Regions from separate parts of the Ovis aries genome. Here region 2 is linked to region 1. The links are chromatin contacts, called in public Hi-C maps. All regions are on one chromosome and are shown on one strand. The core of a region is the stretch at or near the end of the contact, and the rest is flanking DNA. Distances in the headings are between cores, read along the strand shown.

What was found. Hi-C and Micro-C count contacts between places; a contact is called where the count stands out from the background.
Region 2: a contact with region 1 is called in a Hi-C map of tail adipose tissue, with 6 times the contacts expected there. The contact joins two enhancer-like sites. A contact is called at or near these places in 7 of 16 Hi-C or Micro-C datasets (hypothalamus, liver, mesenteric adipose tissue and 3 more).

What each region holds. Positions count from the first base shown.
Region 1 is chr3:221,742,882-221,748,381 of ARS-UI_Ramb_v3.0, reverse strand. No RefSeq gene overlaps it. Among named protein-coding and RNA genes, the nearest start is that of RIBC2, 28 kb to the right of the region's middle. Within about 2 kb of position 3,496, at least 5 of the 54 cell types and tissues checked have an H3K27ac peak or open chromatin away from gene starts, as enhancers often do.
Region 2 is chr3:221,836,266-221,841,765 of ARS-UI_Ramb_v3.0, reverse strand. It overlaps FBLN1 (fibulin 1), which reads right to left. Exons shown (of 17, transcript XM_027968208.2): 12 at 3,797-3,916; 13 at 2,842-2,973; 14 at 761-884. Among named protein-coding and RNA genes, the nearest start is that of TRNAG-CCC, 30 kb to the left of the region's middle. Within about 2 kb of position 2,400, at least 1 of the 54 cell types and tissues checked has an H3K27ac peak or open chromatin away from gene starts, as enhancers often do.

The DNA.
Region 1 (5,500 bases), core at 2,247-4,746:
ACCCACTCCAGTGTTCTTGCCTGGAGAGTCCCCACAGACAGAGGAGCCTGGCGGCTACAGTCCATGGAGCTGCAAAGGGTGGTACACAGCTGAAGTGACTTAGCACACACGTGCACCATCTGCCAATCAGAGCCTGCTGCCCTGGGAACTGAGTGACCCAGGCCCCTCGCCTAAGGTGGCAGACCCTCTCCCCACTCACTCACGGAGCCCCCCACCCCCGATTGCTGGCACCCTGCCCCATCTACAGGCCCAGATTCACTCGCCTGTTGTCTGTCCTCCCACCAGAATGCAGGCTCTGTAAGTGCAGGATCTTGTTTTGTCATTTCGCTGCCCAGAACAGTATCAGGCGTCATAACGTCCACTCAAAATACGTGGAATGAATGGTGGTGAGTAGCCACGCCGTCCTTGACGTGTGGCCGACAAAATCCTCCACGTCCTCTCTCCACGCTCTGTCGACTCTGACCTTCCAAGCTCCTGTAACTGGCCTCGGGGCCTGACTCCGGATCTGGACAATAGGTCACAGCTAAATCCCATCCTGCTGATTCTCTGGGTCCTGGGTCTGGCTCTAATGTGCTGAAGACCTGAGAAGCAATTATTTTTTAAAATCTCTGCTGGAGTGTAATTGCTTTATGATGCTGCGCGAGTTTCTACTGTACAGCAAAGTGCACCAGCTGTGCATACACACCTATCCCTCCCTTTTGGACTTCCTTCCCAATCAGGTCACCACAGTGCATTAAGCAGAGTTCCCTATACTCTCAAATTGGGATTTGGGTGTTTGAGAAGACTCTTGAGAGTCCCTTGAACTGCAAGGAGATCAAATCAGTCCATCCTAAAGGAGACCAACCCTGAATATTCATTGGAAGGACTGACGCGGAACCTGAAGCTCCAAAACTTTGGCCACGTGATGCAAAGAACTGACTCATTGGAAAAGACCCCGATGCTGGGAAGCACTGAAGGCAGAAGGAGATGAGGGCAGCAGAGGATGAGATGGATAAATAGCATCGTTGACTCAGTGGACATGAATTTGAGCAAACTCTGGGAGATAGTGAAGGGCAGGGGAGCCTGACATGCTGCATCGTGGGGTCACAAAGAGTCAGACATGACTTAGCAAATGAACAACAACAGCTTAGCTCTACAGTATGCTAAGAAGCACGTATTTTAGAACTTCATCCAAGTCACCGTTAAAAATGCTGGTATAAAAAAATAAAATGCTGCACAGAACGAAATAGCTCTCCTAGTCATTTTCTTGGTAACGTTCATCTCGTCATGTATTTATTTGCTGGTTTGTTTCCGTCCCCGATGAGCCCTCATGTCTTGTTAACAGCTGCAGCCCAGAGCTTAGCATGGTGCCTGGCATGCTGTGGGCTCTTGGAAAACACGCATCAGATGAATGAACCGTGCTCCCCCTTACAGAATGTGAGCGGCTTGAGGCAGAAGTCACATCCCAGCACCTTTGAATCTGGCAGGAAGAGGTCTTTCGGCCTTAATACATTTGCGGGGGCTGGGAGAGGAGCACAAGGGTGGCTGTGACTCGGGCGGTGCTGTGCTGGCCTCTTGGTCTCATCACCCCCAGGAGGTGGGTGTCACGTTCGCACACACAGGCCTGGCTGGTCAGGCTCTCTGACCCCGAGGGGCACCTCTCAGGGACCACTGCAGAGGCCGGCTGCCCGCTACTCCCTGTGGCTCCCAGAGATGCTGGTCCTTGGACTTCCAGTGCCATCCCCTGGATCTCTAAGGGAGCCCTGTGGAGCTAGCCACAGCTCTCTCTGTCGTCAACCAAGCCACTGTGATCTGGAAACTGTGTGCCTGGACTGGCATTTTCCCCATCGTGAGTTTTTCCCCAGCAGCTCTTCAGTTATCACACACACAAGACCTTGGTGGGTTCACCCACTTGCTCTCATGATGTGCCCTGAGTATGTCTGAACGCTGGGTGGACCAGCTCAGCTTGTGAAACTCACGCCCCCTCCTCCCTCAATCTCATGCAACAAATACCTGTCACATACTGTTTAGGGCTCCAGGAACAGAGGAAAAGAAAGCCAAGTCCCTGACCTTAAGGAACATACATTCTAGTGGCAGGGGATAAATATATGCATCAGGCGATATGTGCTGTGGGAAAAAATAAAGCAGGAGAGGAGGGAGGAGCAGGAACCATGGCGGAAGGGTGTTCCCATTTTATTTAGGGAGCAGAAAGGGCCTTGTCTCAAAAGAAGGTAGCTTTCGAGGTGAGTCCCTAAGGAGTTGACAGAGTTGGCCACAGTGATATTCAGAGAAAGGATGTCTTAAGCTGAGAGAACAGCTGGTGCAAAGGCCCTGAGGCAGGAGTGTGTTTGGCATGCCCAGTGAACAGCAGGGAAGTGAGCAGGGTTGGAGTGGAATGAGTAGCGGGGTGGTGAGGTGTCAGAAGATAGAGGAGATCAGAGAGACAGACAACAGGCCATGAGTTCAGACGGGCCTCGGAAGACAAGCAGCTCCACTCTACTTGAGTTGGAAACCATTGGAGGGTTTGAAGGAAAAGGACAGTCTGACTTGCACTTGGTTTCTGGGGCTGCGGTGCTGAAAATGCATGGGGCAAGGACAAGGGGAAAAGCAGGGGTATATCAGCGAGGAGGCTAATGCAGTTATCTGGGCAGGAGATAAGGGCTTAGCCAAGAAGATGGTAAGAAGGGGTCAGATTTTTTATATATGTTGAAGTCCAGCCAATAGGATTTGCTGATGGAATTGGATGTAGGGGAGAGAGAGAGAGAATCCAAAGATGAAGCCACACGATTTGGCCTGAGCAGCTGGAAGGATGGGTCTGCCATTGACGGAGTTGGAAAAGAGTTCAGAGGAACAGGTCTGGGATAGAGCTGTCTGGACACAGGGTTTCTGGACACAGGCTTTCTGACCATCTGTTGGCCATCCAAGCGGAGCTATCAAGACAGTGTTTGAAGCCGAACCTGGGGCTCAGGGCAGAGGTGGGGCTAGAGAGCTATATTGGAGATCTGTCCCCCACGTCCACTCTCTGAGGTTCTGCTAACCAGCCTTCTGGGCACTCTGTTGGGGGTCTGCCTGTGGGACTTGGGGGTCAACGCCTGGCTCCAGACCTTGAGAAAAGCACTCCTATTCCCTAAGTCTCAGTTCTGCAACTGGGAAATACAACTAGCAGTATTGGTTAGTCACTGAGTTATGTCTGACTCTTTTGCAACCCAATGGACTGTAGCCCGCCAGGCTCCTCTGTCCATGGGATCCTGCAGGCAAGAATACAGGAGTGGGTTGCCATGCCCTTCTCCAGGGATCGAACCGGTGTGTCCTGTATTGGGAGGTGGATTCTTTACTGCTGAGCCACCAGAGGAACTATAAACTAGCAATAATACACTACAGATTCGTGAAAGTTTTAATCACTGAATATGCCTTGTCAGTATTGCTCTGGCCTCAACAAGCACAGCACCTACAGATGCTATTTTGCTGGATGTGTTAGTTGCTGCTGCAAGTCCACCTCTCTTTGGACCAATGGTTAACCCTGGGCCATATCCCCCTGGCTACATCGAAAGGGACCAGGGTTGGGGCTGTGACCTCTGGACTGCCATTTGGAAGGATGACCTGGTTTAGTCAGACTCCCTGGGCATGAATTTGAGTTGGAAATGAGGAAACTGGGGCCGTTGGTGGTGGATCTGGAGCCGAAAGGCCCTTCTGGGTCACTTTCCATGTGAGCGAGCCGAGGACAGTGTGACCTTGAGTACAAGACTTCATTGGGCCTGGCTGGACCCTGCTTCCATCCCAGGGAGGCCTGGAAGGCCGTCAAGCCTACCCCCAATCCCCTTGAATTCCCACTGGACATTGGGTCAACAAAGGCATATTTGTTGAGCCCAAGAGCCTCAGTGGGAAACTTACGGGGTGATGAGTTCTCGGCCAGCTTGCTGTGGCGGGCATGGCTCCAGCTGCTTCTGTCTCCAGCGGGCTCTGGAATGTTCCGCTCCCAGCAATTGTGGACAATAGGGTTGAAGTCTCTTCGAGCCCTGTTAGAACAAGAGGGTTCGGAAAGCTCTGTAGAACTTCTGGTGAAAAAGACAAGACCCACTAAACCACAGGCCTCCCATTCTCCCACCTCTCTATGCACGTCCGCACGCTGGGGCCACAGTTAGCACGAGGGCTGGCCCCGGAGGTGCTGGTCTCATCCTCCGTTTGGCAGAAGAAACCAGGAAGGCAGACATCCCAGCCACAGGACGAGTGAAACCAGCTTTGCCGGCTCTGGGCAGGGGGGTAACCAGTTTCCAGGATGGGGCAGTATGAACCTGGAGCTGATCCCTGGGCCCCGGGAGGTGGGGATAAGCGGGATAAGCCCCACCCTGAAACTACTTCCTCCTCAGAGCTCAGTCTTGCTCCCACCAGACTTCTTCCAAATTCTTTTCATCCATGTATTAACATCATGTGGACACACTGGACATGATCAAGAAGGTGCCTTGTTCGGAAAGTGTACCTAAAAGGCACCTGCTTCATATCCCACTCCACCCTGCAGACCACCACCCGCCCACGTGCCCAGGCAAGAAGCAAGGGGACCTGTCGTTGCCTCACTGTGCCAACACTGCAGAGCAGATGTCACAGCCCATTACGCCCACAGCCTCCGCGGCATCCCTGTCTATGTGCCTGGAGAGACCAGAGACACACAGGGAAGGAGCTGGTGCAGGCCGTGCAGAAACGCCCCCTGCTGGTGGACATTGGCGTGGGCAGCCAGCAACCTCATTTCCCCGCTGCCTGGCGGCAGGTGTTAAGGCCCCTCCTCTGGCTGTTCTGATGCGGCTTGGGGTGGGGGGGCAGGTCATCGTGTTTCCTCCTGTACATTCCATCTTTCCAAAAAATTTCCCCACACCCTTTTCAGTCAACCTCTGTCCCCTGACCTCGGTAAACATATACTTGTGTTCATTCTAGAGTTTCACACATAGATGTTGTATTTCTGTACTTTCGGGGGGTCTGGCATGGTGTTTCTGATTATGGTTTCTGATTTATTCACTTTGGTATATCAGCGATTTGTTTCTTTTACTCAGAGAGTGGTACAGGTGTAACGTTTGTTTATCCGATCGCCTGGTGATGACAGTTTTACTGACTGCAGTTTTTCGCTATTACGAATAACGATGCTATGAACCCTACTATACAAGTCTTTGTGTGGACACGCTTTCATTTCTCTTGCAATAGTTGGTCATAGGGTAAATGTATGGTTACTTTGTTAAATATTAAATGTATGGTTAAAGGTATTGTTAAACGTACACTTAACTATGTGAAAACTGCCTCTTTTCCACCAATAACGAATTACAGTTCCAGCTGCTCTGCCTCTTGACAGTCACTTGGTATAATTTTGAAAATAATTTTAGCTGTTCTAGTGCATACGTGATGGTAACTCATGAGCTTCTGAAACATTGGGATACAATTTTCATGCCATAATATTCACCCTTTTAAAGGATACAAATTCAATGGTTTTCAATATATTCACAGAGCCGGGCAACCTTCACAACTATCTAATTTCAGA
Region 2 (5,500 bases), core at 1,151-3,650, 94 kb before region 1:
AGAAGCAGGGTCAAGGTCAAGAGGCCGAGTCTCCCAGGCAGCCTGGCTGGGTGCTGGCATTGCCCAGGGCAGGAGGGAAGGGACCCAGCATCCATGCTCCCACTGAGGAGCTTTCCCTGAAACGATCTCTGGGGCAAGAAAGGAGACCCCCACCAACAGAACAAGGGTTGGGGTCGTGTGTGGCAAGGCCAGAGGGTCCTCACTGCTTCCTGAGGAATGGGGTTTCTGGACGCCCCAGCAAACACCCGGCAGCCTGAGAGTCAATGAGCTGACAGTGACACGCGGACACACAGCTTTAGGCTGAGAACCCAGAACCTTCCGAGCTGTTCCCACACCATCGCTGGGCGGAACAGAACCTGGTCTTCAGGTGCAGCCCACCCGGAGTCATTGCTACCTCCATAGGAGTCAGCACGCTCTGCCTCCTGCATCCCACAGAGGTGGACACTGAGGTCCACAGAGCTGTCCCTTGCCCAAGGCTCCACCCCAGGGAGGAGAGGCCAGGTTTCTGCCTGGCTCCACGTGCAGGCAGGTCAGCGAGGAGGCCCGCCGACCTTTAGCCCGTTTGAGGCCAATTTCCTTCGCTTTCTGCAACCAGTCTCGCTGGCATTTAGGCGCCTGAGAACCAGGGATCCTTGAGTTTCCCAAGACCCACGTGGGAGGATACAGCTCATGAACACCCACTCCTGCCTCGTGCAGGCCGGGAGCCCAGCCCCCAGGAAGGCCGACACAGACAGACGACCACGGGGCCCGAGGGACTTACGTGTCTGTGGAGCGACGGTAGTTCTCGGGACACTCGAAGGCCAGGCAGCGGAAGCCGCCCTGGATGTTGAAGCAGGTCTCGTTGATGGAGCAGTTGTGGATGCCGGTCACACACTCATCAATGTCTGCAGGAGACCCCAAGGCAGCACGGTGAAGGCCGAGGCCCCCAAGCCATCCCCGGCCCAGATGGGGGCGCCCAGAGTTTGGGGGATCGGGCCATCCTTGCCCTCTGTTGGCTGCTCTCCGGAGCACAGCCCTGTGCCAGCTCTTTTGTTCATAGGAGATTTATATTTAATTTACCTACTATTCATGATCCCTGGAGTGAGCATAACAACAACAGCACCCTCTAAATGATGGCCCTTGAAGTGTTTTGCAGGAAACACTTCTCACTATAATTAAATGAAGCAAGTACTGGTTATTATCCTCATTTGGAGGAGCTCATGGGCTTAAGCGACTGGTTTAAGGCCACACATTTTATAAGTGGGGGAGCTGAGCTTTGAACCCAGGCAGCCAGCACCTCTCCAAGGCTCTCAAGGTGCATCAGTCTTACCTTGCATGCCACTTCTACCATCTGAGGAGGGAATGGGCAGAAGCCACTAGCCCCACGTTACGCATGAGGAAACTGAGGTGGAAAGGGAGTCTACGTTGTGCCCAGTTTCTAAAGTCAGTGACTGGGTTGGACCAGAACCAGGCCTGGGGCACATCAGGAGGTCACCTGGACATGGGGAGTCGTCCCCGCCCCACAACGGTCCGGAGCAGCCGAATGGCGAGGGGACATCACCACGCCAGAGGCATCGGGTGCAGGTGTGCATGCTGAGTTGCTTCAGCCGGGTCTGACTCTTTGTGACCCCGTGGACTGTAGCCCACCAAGCTCCTCTGTCCATGGGGATTGTCCAGGCAAGAATACTGGAGTGGGTTGCCATGCTCTCCTCCAGGGGCTCTTCCGACCCCAGGGATCAAACCCACGTCTCTTTTGTCTCTTCCACTGGCAGACGGGTTCTCTGCCACTAGTGCCACCTGGGAAGCCCTGAGGCCTCTGTGAAGAGGTGCCAAATCCTGACCGTTGGTAGCAAAAACAGCAGTCCCCAGTCTCAAAGCCCAAGAGAGGCTCAGGAATGTGTTTTCGCTGTGTCTGGCAGGACCCCAGGCTGCGGTGAGGGCATCTGGCCAGGTCATCTGCTCCTTCAGAAATGTGAAAACAGCGACTTCCATCCGGAGCTCTGGACAGCTGAGCAGTCCCTCCCAGGAAACGCCGCAGCTCCTGACGCCTTTGATCACAGTCTGCAAATCCCCTTCATGACCAGAAAGCCCATCTGAAGAACCCCGGCCCCCAGAGCTCCTGGGCCCCATAGGAGGCTCGCTGCAGGGCCTGGAGAGTCCCAGCCTCTGATTCGGCTGCTGCAGCCATTGCCGAGGGTAAGGCCAGCACGCCCGTCTGGGGTTGCTCATTCACAAATATCTCCTTAGCTCCCCTCTCAGTAACCCAAGAGACAGTGACACAATGCCCCCTGGAGTGTTCTTAGATCTGGGAGCCGAGGATAGGATGCAGGCCACCCACCCTTCATTTAGCCGATCCCTGGGCCCCAGGGGAACCTCAGCCATAAAGGCCTTCTATACAGAGACCTCAGGGTGGGGACACACCCTGACCAGTCCATCCCCCTGACAAGTGGAGCCCAGCACCCTGGGACAGAGGCCTGCACCACCGGCTCACTGCGTCGCCCTCAACACCTGGCAGGGCCTGGGTATGTCGAGTGACTGAACGAGAGACTAACAGCAGTGCCAAGCTGTAGAGTCTTTGGGGTACTGACGGTCTGCTTCCTTGACGCTGGGCGTCTTCCTTTTAAAGGCTGTCAGCCCCACTTCTGGCCCCCCAGGGGCTGCCCGGGGCAGAACAGGAGGACTCAGGACCCCCGGTGGATAAGCGTGCCCGAGCATGGGAGACCAGGGTGCCCGTGGGGCGAGGACACACCCAGGATACAGTCGTCCCCCCCGAACGCACCCCATCTGTGCTGCAGCTGCGGGGCCTCAGTCCCCCCAACCCCGCAGAGCCCCGAGACGGCCCCGGGATCCCGCCCTGCTCACCTTGGCAGTTGCGGCCGTTGGGGGCCAGCCGGTAGCCGGTCGAGGGGCAGCTGCACTGGAAGCTCCCGGGGATGTTGAGGCAGCGGTAGGAGCAGATGTGGCCCCCCGTGGGCAAGGCGCACTCATCGATGTCTGTGACGGCAAAACCCACCCTCAGCATCTGCGTGGGCCCCCTCGGCTGGGCTACATCCCCCAGGGAGCTGAGCTGTGACCTGGAAGTCAGCCCCGAGGATGAGCGGGACACAGGGGGTTCTCAAAGTCCCAGGGCCGGGGCGGCCTCTGAGGCCATCGGGCCAGAAGGGCGTGCTGAGTCCCAGGGAGGGAAAAGGCCTAGCCTGGGGCCACACAGCAAGTTCTTGGTGTGAAGTTTGCGGGGCGGAGAGAGGGAGACTGGGGAACAAAGGGCCAAGGGCTTCAGAATGGCACACATAGAGGTACCCTGCTGACTCCATCCTGATGCCGATGATTATAAATCTGCTAACAACAGACACACTTTATATAATAAAAATAGGAATAACCTTACAAACAGTTGCCTTCTGAGCACCAACATTGTGCTAGGCATGTACGAAGTACTCTTGAATCATCATTTGGTTTTATCCTCCGACCACCGGTTAAGTGCAGGATGAACCCAGATGTTACACAGGAGGGCGGCCCAGGCCCCATGAGGGGCTTCTGAAAGGCCAGAGGCAGAGGGTCGAGCCAGGGTGTGACTCCTCAGCCCGCCTCCCGCACCCCCGCCCTGCTTGAGGTCCGGGCGGCACCCATAGCCACCACCACCGTTCCATTTTATGTCACTGAAGAAAATCTGGGAGTGGGTTTCCTCCTTTACAAATCTCACTTTCAACAATGGGCAAAGTCCATCCAAACACATCTCAGAGGGAAGAAACCCGGGCCACTCGCCAGCCAGGAGGAGCGGGGAGTGGGCGACAGGAGAGGGGCGGCCTCTCCCGCTCACCTTCGCAGGTGACCCCGTCCACGTCGCTGAGCTGGTAGCCTCGCCGGCAGTAACACTGGTAGGAGCCGTAGACGTTGGCACACTCCTGGCTGCAGGGGCTGCTGTTACACTCATTCACATCTGAAGGAGACAGAGTCCCGAGGCCACCGCTCAGAGCTGAGTCCCTGGTCCCTGGTTGAGTGGGTCATGACCTCCCTCGAGTTAACACACACACAGAGGCAGAGGCTACCACGTGTAGGGCCAGGGACCTGCTCGAGGTTCCCCCAAGGGAGAGAGGCTCCCACTCCACCCCCTCAAGGCTGGGGGATCTGGCATCTTCCCACCCCCGCCACTGCTGGCTTCAAGCCACACCAACCCTGGGGCTTCTGCTCTTCTGTTCTCTTTGCCTAGAACAGGGATCAGCAAACTTCCGGCCCACCACTTGTGTTTGCAAATAAAGTTTTATTGGCACACAGCCACGCTCATTCCTTTACCATAGTCCACGGCTGCCTATTCACTATAACAGCAGAGTTAAGGAGGCACAATCGAGAGACGTGGCTGGCAAAGCCTAAAATATTTACTGTGTGGCTTTTAGGGGAAAAAAAAAGTTTGCCAACCTCTGGCCCAGAAGTCCCTTCTCATTTTTGTTTACTGCTAATTCTTAGCAGGGCAGGAGGGGTGAGCAGGGGAGAATGTCCTTTAGTGCCTCAGCCCCTCTCACCCCTGCAGCACCCCCACGCCTGGCCTGGCTGTCACCTGACCCCCTGTGCACTTGGTCACCTCTGCCCAGTGTGGTGTCTCATCACATCCCAGAGACACTCCCTGAAGGCAGGAACTATGTTCTTGCTGCACACCTGGAGCAGGGGGTACTTTATAACTGCTCGGCAGAATAACACAGCAAAGCTGGCCAGGCCCTGGCTTTGGGCAAAATCATCCACTAACAGGTATGAGTATCTACTATTCAGTCATTAAGGAGTCATCATGGACAGCACAAGCCACAAATGATGATAACACTGATGCCAGCAGTCTCCATGTCTCAAGCGCGTCCTCTCACACGGGGCCCTGGGAAACGCTGGACAGGCTCCATTGGGTTTCACCCTCATGACCCCCACTAGTGGTATTAGGTGGGTCTCACTAGCCTCATTTTGCAGATGAGGACCCTGAGGCCCAGAAATGCCGAGTTACTCTCGAGACCATAAACGTGACACAGCCAGGATCTGAACCCAGGCCCAAGGGACCCCACCCCCGCCCCCGCCCCATGTATGAGTCTGATTCCTTGACATTATGTGTGTGTGTTGGGTCTGGTTCCTGGGGACGAATCCCAGAACCTCAGGGGAAGCCTAGGACCCAGGAGCCCCTCATACTGTCCATCCTTCAGGGTGAGAATTACACGTCAGGGTGCATCCTGGCGTATCTGTGATCATCCGTCTTAATCCAGAATTATAAGACCTGCCGTGTCTGGAGGCTGGCTCTACAGGTCACCCCTGGGAACTGCACTGCAAAGAGGGGAGCTGGTGAGGGACTGCCGAGGGTGGCCAGAAGCTATCAGTCTCTGCTGACCTACTCACCTAATTCCCGTGAAGTTGTGACACCCAAGGAGCGCCTGCTACATACCAGGCTGGGCTCTCCCCTCATCTCAGTCCATCCCGTCAGAGGGAGGCAGGGTTATTCTTGGCACCAAACAGACTTGGTCAAATCCTCCCACCAAAGACCTGACCAAATACC